Linked DNA regions of Mus musculus: regions 1 and 2 are each linked to region 3. A link is a contact called in public HiChIP or PLAC-seq data. All regions are on one chromosome and are shown on one strand. Each heading gives the region's core, a stretch centred on a gene start, on an enhancer-like site or on the middle of the called end of the contact. The rest is flanking DNA. Distances are from core to core; before and after follow the strand shown. Region 1 has its middle 32 kb from the start of Gm51973. Region 2 has its middle 26 kb from the start of Frmd6. Region 3 overlaps Gm40436 (a long non-coding RNA gene).

Region 1 (4,352 bases), core at 460-2,959, 160 kb before region 3:
AAGTTCTTATATATGTCATAGAATAATATTCTTCTTTTAGTTTTTTCAATCATTCAAAGACTGCAAAAAGTCCTCTTTATGTGTGGATCACTATAGCAAGTGGCCCACTCATACTGCAAATTATCCATTCATACTAATGAGGTAATAATATACCTGTATCTAGCCACAGACCAAGCCACAGAGTTAGTAAGGATTCTCTCTTCATCGTTCTTTGTTCTGGACTTGACACCCTACACCCACACCCACTCACGTCCACACCTACTGTCCCCAAGCCTTTCCATAGTAGGTGGGTCATCCTTCCCAGGTTCCCAGGTTCAAAAATTGTCTAGCATGAAGGCACACACTTGTAGTCTCAGGAGGTTAAAAGCTAACTTGGTCCAACCTGTCCCCTAAGAACCACCTTGCACAGCTGGGAGTGGTAGCACAGGCCTTCAATCTCAGCCTTCAGGAGCAGAGGCAAGAGGACAGCTCTCTGTGACCAGCCTGGTCTACATAAAGTTCTGGGTCAGCCAGAGCTACACAGTGAGATCTTATCCCCAAAGCAAACTAAAATAAAATGACAAACATGACTTTTCTTTTCCTTAGTCAGCTCTGTTTCTTGGAGTATCTAATTATCTTTCAGGAAGTCATTCACATCAAGGAGTGACTGGTAGGGACCAGCTATCGTCTGGGAGTTTCCACTCTAAGAATATGTAGTTATGTAACTAACTGGATGTTGAAGAAGTCCTTTTTGAGCACAGGATATCCAGCTGTTTATCCAGGAAGGTGATTTTGATGCTGTGAGTCTGGTCAAGAAGGTTAAGATAATTCCGCTGCCAACTGTTTAGCCAGGGCAGCAGAGCACTAGTGATATAAAGGAAAGGCCAAGTTCAAATCACAGCTGGGCAGTGGTGGTGCCTGAACTTAATTCCAGCACTCGCAGAGGCAGGGGCAGGTGAATCCTTGTGAGTTGGAGGCCAGCCTGGTCTACAGAGCGAGTTCTAGGACAACCAGAGCTATACAAAGAAACCCTGTATCAAAAAACCAAAACAACAGAGAGAGAGAGGGAGAGAGAGAGAGAGGGAGGGAGGGAGAGAGAGAGAGAGTGTCTGGGACAATTCTCTACACACTGTACCTTGGGGACCTTGGTTTCATATCCCCAACTTAAGTGGTAGCAGACAACATTAAAAAATTGCCAATATTCAACATGCATGGTACCATGTGAACTAGTGGCTATAACCGTGTCCTCTTGTAGAGCTGGCAGGAGTGGATATAGTCTAAGACACTCTTGCTCCCTTCTCTTTGGCTATTAGATTATTGAATCACTGGAATCCAGGATGTTAGACCTTCCCTAGGCATCTCCTGCTGGAGAGGGAAAACCTGAAGCCCAGGGGCCAGCCAGAGGAGGAACTTTTCCCCTGGAGAAAGGTTCACAAGTTGTTAGATGATTACTGGTGAGACGTGAGCTGAGACAGTGGTGGGCGGGGATGGCCTCTGGGCCATGTATATCTCTTGGCTTCTGTTTGAACCTAACTCTCCTGTTGCCCCTCTTCTCAGTGTGGCCACATGCAGAATATCCCCCTTTTCTGCTTTTCATTATTCATGTTTATATAAATTGGGTTATTGAGGTTAGGTGGCTGGATCTGGCTTATTGGGGCACTCTCCTGTGAGCCTAAGTCTGATAACATTGTCCACTTTGCTTAGGCAAGGTGGGGTGATGGGAAAAGGTTTCAGCCATGCCACTGACAGGAAGATTCCGGGATGACTCACTCAGTGGAGGACAGCTGCTGGGGAGGAGAGTGGGAACGGTTTTTCTCTTTACTTTAGTGCTTTTTTGGTGACTAACTTTTCAGAGTCATAAAGTGAGTAAATCATTTCTTCCTTTTCAAAAACATTAGCATATAGAGATAAAGTGAAGTAGACTCCAGTATCGTGGATAATGGCTTTACAACATCCTCAGGGGCCATTGCTTTTATCCAAGTGTCCCTATTTCATGGCTTTACATGTGCATAAATGATCAAAGAAAAATTCTTTTTTTTTCTTCTTTCATTAAGCAGCAACCCAAGCTTGGAGGCAGTTCTCGAACCTTTTAGTAAATTTGCAGAGATTTGTCAGGCTCTGAAGTAAAGATTTGAAACTTCTGCAAGGATGCACTCACCCTTGGGGTTGGGGGTGGGGTGAGCTACCCAAAATGAGGCTGCAAGTTTCCTTCCCAGAAAGACATTTTAAACCCAGGGCAAGAAAATGCCTCTCTAAGTTGTCAGGAAAAGGTAGCCCTGGGGCACCCAGTGCTTCCACCTAGGGGCTTTGAGCCAGATAACTTTCCCCAGCCATGAGATTTCCTTGGGTGTGGGGAGTACTAGGAGTGGGGGTGAAGAGAAGCTTGAAGCTTCACATCTGCGCACCCCAGTTACTTCAGGAAGTCAGGGGTGAAAATACACCTTATCTCTATGTTCTAAAAATGGCTGCCAGATAGCTTTTTCTTTAATCACTCAATTTTCATTTCAAAGCTAAGTGTTAATAGGTCATTACAATAATATGCAAATTACTAACCAGAATACTGGCAACTGCTGCTTCTGCCAGCCCTTGACATTGCTCTCTTCATCTGACCATAGTTCCACTTCAGCTGGCTCTCTGCCTTTGGCCATGGCCAAGGTTTGATGATTCAGAGAAAGGCACACTGCTTAGCTAATTAAAATCTATACTTTTTTTAAATTATTATTTTAAAGCAAAACACTTTTTCCTCCTTATATTGTCAGGCAAGGTTGAATGAATACAACTCTCTTTGTGAAAAAGCTAAAAATAAATTCTGGGCTTAGATGTTATAGATGAAATTGCTGCTTTAAATTCTAAATTGCAGAAAAATAAAGGCTTCCTGGTGAGTTTGTGACTTAGCTGGGGAGGAGTAGGCGCTCTGCTGTTACTGCAGCCCTTGCAAACCGAGCAGAGCATGGGGGCTTGAGGAAGACCCAGAGCCCTTGTGCTAAAGAGCAACAGAAAGCTATGCTGCCTTCGGGGATTGTAATTCTACATCTATCCCAGCCTTCCCTACCCTGCCTGCACCACCCTGCAAGAGTCAAATGGATTTCTTTAGTCAATGGCAAGGGAGTATTGTGATTCCTGTTGATAAGTAAAGTATGTGCCAGTTCCTCGTGTTCTTCTGAAATACGGTACAAAATGGAGAAAAAGAAGTCAAGCCCCCAAGATTCTGCACATCTTTGCTGCCGACTGTAGTAATTGTCTGGGTCCAGGGCATCAATTCCCCTTGGTAATTCAAAGGAGGGCTTTCTGAAAGGGGGAAGAGAAGCAAATGTGTTTTCTTTTTTTGTAGTTTTTGGGGAGAAATCAGAATGTTGTAATTAAAACTTAGAAAATCAACAGTGTGACTTTGGATTTATAAAGTTCAAGTTTGTGATTTCAAGCTTTCTGCTAACTCTGTAGGAGCCTGAATTAGATGGCTGGAGATTGGTCGCTGATCCGAGAAAGGTAGAGATTACCGGTTCTCCATCCCAACCTGGGAGGACCTGGGGCCTTGGTCTGACATCACACCACTCAGAGGTTAGATTAGTTTTCAGAGGGCACGGAGGGCAGAGAAGTCAGAGGATCTCAAAAACATTTGCTTCTGCATTTAAGGAAAATAATTTACCCTGGGAAGTTGTCATCATTCAGGACCTGACCACTGGGTCAAGCCAGAGTGGCGGAGGAGGCTGTACTGCCTCGGAGAAGTGGCAGGGTGCCAAAGGGGCTGCCAGAGCCTGACTCGAACGCTGTGCCCACATAGCCCACCCACTGCATCTGGGTTGTTCTTAGGGCGCTTGCGCACTAACTATGCAGGGTCTAGGTTTGGCTCTGGGGCCGTGCTCTCGCTGTCTACAGTTGCTGACATGATTTCTGTCTGGGGTCTGTGTGCTCGCTGTCTACAGTTGCTGATGGGATTGCTGGCTGGGGTCTGTGCGCTCGCTGTCTACAGTTGCTGACGGGATTTCTGGCTGGGGTCTGCTGTTTTGGTTTGCTCAGCTGATTGCTTTCCTCTATATCACAAAGCTATTTTCTCTCATCTCTCTTTTTAATGTGTTCATTGCCAAGGATCGAAAATGGGAGCATTTTCTGCTGGAGAGAAAGCCTTGGAGCTATAAAATGGCTTCTTGTTCTTTCTTCAAATTCCATATGAAAAACAAACAAAACAAACAAACAAAGTCGGGAGAAGGCGGCAGCTATCTGCTTCCAGAGTCAGCTCTGTTCCCAGGCCTGTTTCTTCCTACACTCCAGCAATGTTTCCAGGACCAGATTACAGCTGGTCCCCATGCTGGGCTAGCCCAGAGAATGCTAGCGGACCTGGGAACTGTGTACTTAGAAGCAGAGCTTCTTAGAAA
Region 2 (4,249 bases), core at 757-3,256, 180 kb before region 3:
ATCCCAACGTTTGACTAGCAATAGCCACAAGGTTCCCAGGAAGGACTGCAGTTTGCAAACCTTCAGAACAGTCGATGGGAAAATCTGAGACTCTGTTTCCTGCCCTGCGTGTGCTGTGCATTGATACCTTGCTTTCCTTCTCTTGCTCCCTTATTGAGCAGTTTCCCCACTGTCTACACCCAGCACAGCAAACATAGTCTTTATGCTTAGACTGCTCAAAGTCTAGTGACAATGACAGGAGTTAGCCTGGCTCCTCAGCACAGCAGCTGTGCTGGGATTGGGAGCAAAGTGGCCACGGGTGTCCTGGAGCCACAATGGGCAGAGTGTATGGCGATACCTTGAGAAAGAGAAGGAAAAGTCACCGAACCTGAAGAGGGGTGAAGAGGCTTTGTCAGCAGGGGAAACGCAGGACGTGAATTTGACCTTGGCAAAAGTCACTGACAGAACTGGGAGGGGAAGGCATGATTCATGTACTGCCAGCATCCAGAGTGGCCAACATGGGTCGAATTTTCACAATCTACTATATCTGGGTGTTTGGGTGTGTTAAGGCCATTTCCTCGATTGACTGTGAGGAACCACGAGGGCTGACTGGTCCATCCAGACAAAGGTTCTGCATTTAAAATTGCATTTCATTTCCTAAAACATGAGCAGAACTTCTTCCAGGATCGTTTTTTGTTTACTTTAACACCAATCTAGTCCTTTCTGGCATTCCATGTGCTAGAGCGCTGACTTCGCTTGTGTATCGAGGCCAGTCAGTTACTTTAAGTTTTCATCTGGCTTAATGGTATCCTATATCCTAGCACTTGGAAATTCAAGAGTAGCCTACACTATATTATTGCAAGACTTTGTTTAAATAAATACATAAATATTTTGATTTAACTCTTTTTTTTTGAGGACCAAGCATTATTTAGTCTCATTGTATTTTTCAAGAAAACTAAGGATTTTTTTCTTCTGAGACAGAGTTCCTCTGTGTAACTGGGGCTGTCCTAAAACTCTCTCTGTAGACCAGGCTGGCCTCTAACTCAGAGATTAAAGGGGTATACCACCACCCACCTTGTTTGAATTTTTCTTTATCTGAATATGTGTGTCCAAGTTAGTGTGAATGTACACTACATATGTGTGGGTTCCCATGGAGGGCAGAAGAGAGCATCAGATCCCCCGGGGCTGGAGTTTCAGATGATTGTGAGCCGTTTGACAGGGATGCTGGAAACTAAATTTGCTCCTCTGGAAGAGCAGCAAGTACTCTTAACCATGGAACTGATTTCCAGGAAGGAGAATAAAAACATCCATGGCAAACAAACCACCAAATGAATAATTGGTGGTAGGAAACTTTATCGAAGGGAGGTGCCCGTAAATGCACTTCTATGAGGATGCTTCCTGACTGGAGCCTCTCTGGACCCTCGCTCTTCACGGCCAGCGCAGCACTCAGAGTCTCTCAACTGGACAATCTGAGTGGTGCAGCTTCACTGACCTCATGACTCACCCAGATGTGGCCCCACTGGCAAAGGATGTAGGGAAATCGCCAGGTGTTGGTCGCCAGGTGAGCTGTACTCGTCAGTTGTGGCCATTGATTCCTGTTGTGTTCTAAAAGAACAGGCCTGGTTTACCTGATGCATGTCATGGTTACCCTCTTTGAGCTGGTCTCCTCTGTGACCACGTGAGCTTGACCCAGATGGGAAGTCTCTTCAGTTCTAATTTTAGCACCTCTGCCGGCGTTTGCTCTTAGCTATGCCTAGCAGATTCTGTCCCCCAACTATAAAGTGGGGGTAATCATATTGACCTACTTACACTGGTTTGCAAGGAGGGCTCTGTTGTATGTTTTCTATACCGTCAGTGTTTCCGAATTACATACATTTAAACTAATGGTTTGAAATGAATCGTTTTTGTGGACTTTTTTTTTTTTTTTTTTTTTTTTTTTTTGGTTTAGAGATCCCGGACACAGTGAGGAATAGCATCTAACCAAGCAGAGTTATCTAGCCTCCTGTGTGTTCTCATGAGGCTCCGCCCATCTCCCTGAACAGCCCTCAGGGTGGAGCAACCAGACATTCAAGTCTCTTTGGAAGCTCAGTTGGGTGACACAGGCCATTCTGGTGTGCTGTGGCACTAAGGGAGTTGATCCCGGCAGTAGCTCGGCCTTGGGTCGCAGGGGAGCAGCTCAGCACTGCAAGAAGCAGGCAAAGCGGCAAGGCAGAAAAGCCTGTAGCCCCGTGTAGTTGGATCAGTGGGAGTGGCAGGCCTATTCCCTTAGGGAGGCTACACGTCTAACTCCACACTTACAGCCTTTGAGTCACCCCCTCAAGCACAAATAACCAGGCTGCCAAAGTCACGTGTGGTGGTGAGATAACTTCAAAAAGTTAAGGCTTAAAAGGCAGCTTCCCTTGAGTGCTGAGTTGGACACAAACAGTGGCGTGGTTAAGTGCCACTCTGTGTTTAAAGTAAATTATACGGCAGCCCTGGAATGTGGCGCTGTGAAAGCCCCGTAGCAGCAAACAGCCTCGAGTTCACCAGCAAACTCTGGCAAGTCAGCTGGCTGGCTGGCTTGGATGCTACATCTTCCTCAGGTACCTATTTCTGTCTTGGAGGCCATCTCCAGAAGCAGCAGAACTTGAAGAAACGTGTGGGTGCATTGCGCAGCTCCGGAAATCTCGTGCTAGCAGCCGAGTGTATGTTTGCAGCATGGCTCGAGGTCTGTAGGTCCTCTATAGGACTGTAGTCACTCACTCTTCATCTACGGGGCCCTGGAAGGCAGCTCAGGCCCATTGTGACAGCAGAGGAATGGGTCTGGACATTATTCTGTCTTGGCATGTCCTGAAGGGACGGGACTTACACTGTTCAGGGGTGGGGAATCTCCAGCAGAAAAAGGCTCATGGAAAGAAGGGACGTTCCCAGGAGCTAGAAATGATGGTTGTGGACTGCTGGCTGCAGAAGCTGGCATTTTGAGGGTTCAGAGCTTAACTTACTTCTGAACAGAAGGGTACAGGGGAATCAGAGCTCTGTCACTTGAGATACTCTTGGGAATCACACGTTCTCAGAGAAAGAGACTCAGACTTCACCCCTCTGCCCTTGATCCTGGCACCCAGCCCCCATGCATGTGCCAAATCCGGGGAACTTTTCTTGAGGTCGGGGGAGAATCATTTCCCTATCTCCTCCTGAAGCTCCCGTGGTAAGCGACTGCTGGCATCTGTATTCCTGCTAATTAGCTGCCCTTGATGGATTTATTTCATCCAGTGGTAACTTCTAGAGATGTTCCCAGGCCAATTTAAAAGTGGAGTGCCCAAACCAAACTGAGTGGAAATCAGGTTTGGATGGCCTCCACTGAGCGGTCAGGCCAGTTCCCATGGGGTTTGAACTCTTCGTTCCCGGAGAGCAATAAAGTCGCAGAGAGAGATTTCAAGAAGAAATTCCACATAGACCATTTAATTCAGCTGCTCCATTTTGCAAATGAGGGAGCTGGGGGTTCATGAAGGTGAATAGCTCATCGGGCAGAGCTGGTCACACTGAAAAGAGCACAGAATGTACTGCCGACTACACGGGAAACGTGTGTGTCTAGGACAGTGTGGAGAGTCACCATGAGCAAAGGCCTCGGCTGTTACTCCAAGCTCAGTTTTCTTTGCACTTTCCGACTTTTTTTTTTAAATGGAGAAATGTTAAATTCCTACAGAAAACACATGAATTCCAGCTGTTGAGCTATTTCAGATATTCCAGAAAATAAAGTATAGAAAATTCAGATATAAAGTAGTTGACATAGTTTTGGTAGGGTGAGCTGCTTGGAAACACGAAGCTTCCCAAACATCTAGATAAATCTGTGTCCTGGGTTCTAATCACACCCTGACCACTTGCTATAGACCTTTGCGCTCTGAGTGTGGGGAGGTCTTGGCATCCACTCTCCTTTAAAAGTAGTAGGGGTCATGATGACAGAGAACTGCTTTATTGAGAAGAAATCATTCTTGTCATATTCATGATGTTTCCAAGTGGTATGTTTTCCTTTATATACTAGCCTCTGATTTGTCAAAGGGGAGATCTAGGATGTTCTTCTCCCCTCCCCTCCCCTCCCCTTCCCTCCCCTCCCCTTCCCTCCTTCCCTTCTTCCCTTGTCCTCTCTCTTCCTCCTTCTCATTTATACCTCAGCTAACATCCATCTGCAATAAGTGCTTATGTAAGGGACACTGTTAGCTAGTCACATGCTTAACTCAGACCTCCTGTGATTTATTAAACATAAGCATTTTTTCATATTGTGTTCAATTTTCTC
Region 3 (4,143 bases), core at 1,370-3,869:
TCTATCTATCTATCTACCTATCTATCTATCCATCTTTAGTATACTCAGAGTAGAGCTGCCAGTACCTTTTTCCTTAGTACTCCATTCTCACTTCCCAGTCTTCCCTTTCTATTTTCTTACATATCCTACAAGTAACCAGGAAGTTTTTTTCCTTGTATATTATACATACCAATGAGCCTATGTCTGTACATGCCTTATTGGCCTCCGTTTTCTTACCCAAAGGGTAGTATACTATAGATATTCTTTGCATTTTGCTTTTTACAACTAACACTATATCCTGGACCATCAGTACCTGTCACTCTGCAGACACTCTTCATTATGCTTTTGATTTTAGCTACATAGTACTGCATACATGGATGAGCCAAAGCTGAGTTAGGCTTCTTGCATTTGTAGGCATGTAGATTGTTTGTCATATTTTGCAACTATAAGCAGTGCTGCCACAAATGATCTTGTGTAATGTACTTTCTTACCATTGGGGATGTCTTCTGGGAAGGACTTCTAAAGTGGGGTTGCTTTGCGGAATAGGATGTTCCTCTGCCACCTTGCAAGGGACAGATTTCTCTGCAGCAAGATTGCTCCAGTTTAAATTCCTACAGGTAATACACATGAGCACAATTTATACTCAATGTCACAAAAGCAATGTCATTAAAAGTAACATTTGCTTGCCAATCCAGTAGGCATAAAACGATATCTCAGTATTGCATTCCTATAATGAGGAATGTAAATAACTTTCCTACATCAAAGCTCATTGTTACACCATTGCTTGTGAGTCATCTATCCATCAATGCAGACTCCAGCAATAAAGGGGCTCAGATTCTTCACACCTTGCTCCAGGATGGGCCCTGGTTCAACTGAGTTGCAGACATGGAAGCCTCAGACTTGAATGCCTTTTGGGCCCTATCTGTGTACCAACCATACTGGGCAGACAGACTTAACACTCATTTTGGAGGCTGTCTGAGACCTCCATCCTACAGTTTTGCATTATTGGTATTCTGAGCAGTCTCTGGGATCTATGTATTCAAGGCCTTGGTTATTTTTTTGGTCTCCTGTATCAATAAGAACCATTTTTGCAAAATGCTTAAGAGTAAGGTCTGTGTGTTATGTAGAAATCACCAAGCTAACCATTAACGTAAGCTCTGAGTGTCTTTACGTTTGGATTTTAGACTTCAGTGCTCATCTCTCACACTGGGAGAAGTTGCTCAATTCAACATTCAACAAAGGTCAAAGCCAAATGACCTCACGTACCAGATTGTTGTTAATTCCTCTACTTCTCTGTTTGTAAAAGGGAGGTAGACTCTTTCCTCTTCATCAGGAGGAAAATCAATCTTGGGACTTGTAAGTACTGTTCAGGGACCCTCATGTTAGGTAGCATCTATGGGCATGTGGTAGGGCCAGAAGTTGAGCTGGACTAGGTCCACTGAGCCTCCTCCTCCTCCTATCAATCAGTGTCTCTTCTCAGTAATAGATTAGTAAGAACTGGGAAGATTTGAACAAGGACAACAGGATAATCTATATCTCTATAAATCTACCTATATCCCTATCTATCTATTTATCTATCTATTATCTATCTATCTCTGTATCTGTGTCTGTGTCTGTATCTGTATCTGTCCTTTATGTCACCAGCTGTATGTCATCTAAACCCATGATGTTTCAGCTATGGACCATGAACCATAAACTCACATTCACTTTTCCTAGAAATGTAGGTTTGAAAGAGGCACCAAGTATGCAAGCACTGGCCACATCAAAAGACCTCCCAGGTGTGTGGTGGTGTCTCTGACTTCAAGGGGAACAAAAATCCTTCAAACCTACCCGATCCATGCCAGGTGATATTATGGGGAACTTTTCCTTTTGTAGAGAGGATAAATTGAAAATCGATTATGAATATTTTTCGGAAAAACAACTTCTGTTGGTGCCCCTGGCATACCCAAATTGCTCAATATCAAGTGAAATAAGGAGTCCTCTTTAGAAAGAGTCCCAGCTGGAGTGTCCCGTTTCCTATTTGCAAACTTTAAAAATCTCTTATCAGGGACAATGGCTTAGCCATTAATAAGAAAGGCACAGCCTCCTTTCTCTAATTCTAAAATTTTCTCACTGAACTTGGCTAGCCACAGGTATGATGGCCCAGTGCCCAATGAGTCATTCTGAGACTCTTCTAGATTAGATGTTGACAACAAAACCTTTAATTGTCTTAAAAAAAAATTCAAAGAATACTTTGAGACCAGAGCCAGCATATGTATGTACCATTGTGAACACACACACACATATACAGAGAGGGAGAGAGGGAGAGAGGAAGAGAGGGAGAGAGGGAGAGAGGGAGAGAGGGAGAGAGGGAGAGAGGGAGAGAGGGAGAGAGGGAGAGAGGGAGAGAGGGAGAGAGGGAGAGAGGGAGAGAGGGAGAGAGGGAGAGAGGGAGAGAGGGAGAGAGGGAGAGAGGGAGAGAGGGAGAGAGGGAGAGAGGGAGAGAGAGGGAGAGAGGGAGAGAGGGAGAGAGGGAGAGAGGGAGAGAGGAATAGGAATACAAGCCCAATCCCTGGTTCTTTTAGCTCTTTGCTCTAGAGCTGCCCCTATTTCAGAGCCACACCACGGATTCTTTGTGCCCTCAGTCACAACATCCCAAGCATTCCTTCAAGCCTTGTGGCTTGGCTTGAGCAGCTGGGAATAAAAGATCTCTTGAATACAGAAGGCAGGGTTGCATTCTAGCAGCTGCCACCCAAGGGGAGGAAACACCACGCGGGTCATGTTTTGTATTGATGCTTCTTGTATTTAAGGGGAAGATTAGAGAAATGCTCTTCCTGGGGATCTTTGGGTTTGATTTATGGGGGGAAGGGAGCTGAGGACTGTTCTTTTGATGATGCTCCAGGGCACGTTAGGAGCCTGCCTTTGACTTTGAACTGCTAGGACCCCGTGAACCTTCTGCACAAGGATATGTCTCAATTTTAAAGCTAAAGGCTTGAACAAACAATTCCAAGTTGCACCAAGCTGCAGTGTTCCTTCTTTCAATACACTGCCATGCACATTGTCAACAGTAGTGACTTAGGGCCGGAGCTATTAATGGAAACCAGAAAAAGAATACTTTGGGAAAGGTCACCAGGGACTAACTGGAGCTTCAGGAAGTAAGCAGCTATATTTACAGTCCTGGGACAGTGCAGATCTCAGCCTTCCACACAAAGAACGCTTTCTTTCTGCCTTTGACATGTCACGAAGGCCAAGTGGGTAAATTCGGACCATCTCACAGATGGATTTGTTATTGAGCTGCAAGTCCAGACTTACACAGGATGAATTTCCTTACTCTTCTCAGTCCACCAGAAGAGCCCGTGGCCCCGATACATCCTTTGCCCCATCCTCATGCAACACAAGAGTTTTGTGGAATGAATGGATGGGCGCTGAGCCCAGTTTTATTCCTCCCTCTCCCTCTCTCCTTTTAGTCTTGAGCTATTTGCATTCACAGGGTGTGTCCCCACCCAGGAAGTGAGGTGCCTGAAACTATTACACAAAACTATTGGCTCCTAGGTGTTGGGTCAGAGTCTGGACTGAGGCAGTGATAGTCAGGAAGAGATTGGTGTGTTCTGAGTTTCCTGTGAAAATATCCTTCCGCATTAGTACTTACTATTGATCATATATGCTGACTGCCACAAGATGCCATGGATGAAGGGAAACTCAAAGGTTTAGTGTCACAGTCTCATTTGGCAAATGTCAAAAATAAGACCAGGTGAAGAGGTAGTGCTTGCTCAAGGACATAGGGGCATTGCTGTCAGATCCAGGCCTAAAGACCAAGGCGCCCAGTGCTGGATCTCATCAAAAATTCACAAACCAGCCATGTAGAGGTGGCGCATACCTTTAATTACAGTGCTAGGGAGGCAGAGGCAGGTGGATCTCTGTGAACACCGTCTACAGAGTGAGTTCCAGGACAGCTCGGGCTGTTACACAGAGAAATCCTGTCTTGAAAAGCATAGAAAGCGAACAAACAAAACCCATGAAACCACGGAATGTGAAATGGGAGGCCGAGTGGTGTCCTCTGCACACCCGAGATGTCTGTCGCCACATGGAAGTGTTTACTTGGGACCACAGCACCTACTAGCCAACAGTGCCTTTTGTGGGCCTCATGATTTTGACGGACAGGAATTTGAGCAAGGTGATTTTTCT

Evidence for each region. HiChIP or PLAC-seq counts read pairs in DNA pulled down with a chosen protein or histone mark.
Region 1: an HNF4G HiChIP or PLAC-seq map of pancreatic cancer cells shows a contact between it and region 3. The contact joins two enhancer-like sites. A contact is called at or near these places in 3 of 484 Hi-C or Micro-C datasets (CD8 T cells, liver and nephron progenitors) and 4 of 115 datasets of contacts at active chromatin or transcription factors (embryonic fibroblasts, embryonic stem cells and pancreatic cancer cells).
Region 2: a FOXA1 HiChIP or PLAC-seq map of pancreatic cancer cells shows a contact between it and region 3. The contact joins two enhancer-like sites. A contact is called at or near these places in 1 of 484 Hi-C or Micro-C datasets (CD8 T cells) and 3 of 115 datasets of contacts at active chromatin or transcription factors (embryonic fibroblasts, pancreatic cancer cells and stem cell-derived neural progenitor cells).

What each region holds. Positions count from the first base shown.
Region 1 is chr12:70,776,313-70,780,664 of GRCm38.p6, reverse strand. No RefSeq gene overlaps it. Among named protein-coding and RNA genes, the nearest start is that of Gm51973, 32 kb to the right of the region's middle. Within about 2 kb of position 1,709, at least 30 of the 459 cell types and tissues checked have an H3K27ac peak or open chromatin away from gene starts, as enhancers often do. A contact at or near this core is called in embryonic fibroblasts and pancreatic cancer cells, where this site is marked.
Region 2 is chr12:70,797,693-70,801,941 of GRCm38.p6, reverse strand. No RefSeq gene overlaps it. Among named protein-coding and RNA genes, the nearest start is that of Frmd6, 26 kb to the left of the region's middle. Within about 2 kb of position 2,006, at least 85 of the 459 cell types and tissues checked have an H3K27ac peak or open chromatin away from gene starts, as enhancers often do. A contact at or near this core is called in embryonic fibroblasts and pancreatic cancer cells, where this site is marked.
Region 3 is chr12:70,615,212-70,619,354 of GRCm38.p6, reverse strand. It overlaps Gm40436 (a long non-coding RNA gene), which reads right to left. Exons shown (of 3, transcript XR_872797.2): 2 at 471-590. Among named protein-coding and RNA genes, the nearest start is that of Gm40436, 27 kb to the right of the region's middle. Within about 2 kb of position 2,619, at least 53 of the 459 cell types and tissues checked have an H3K27ac peak or open chromatin away from gene starts, as enhancers often do. A contact at or near this core is called in embryonic fibroblasts and pancreatic cancer cells, where this site is marked.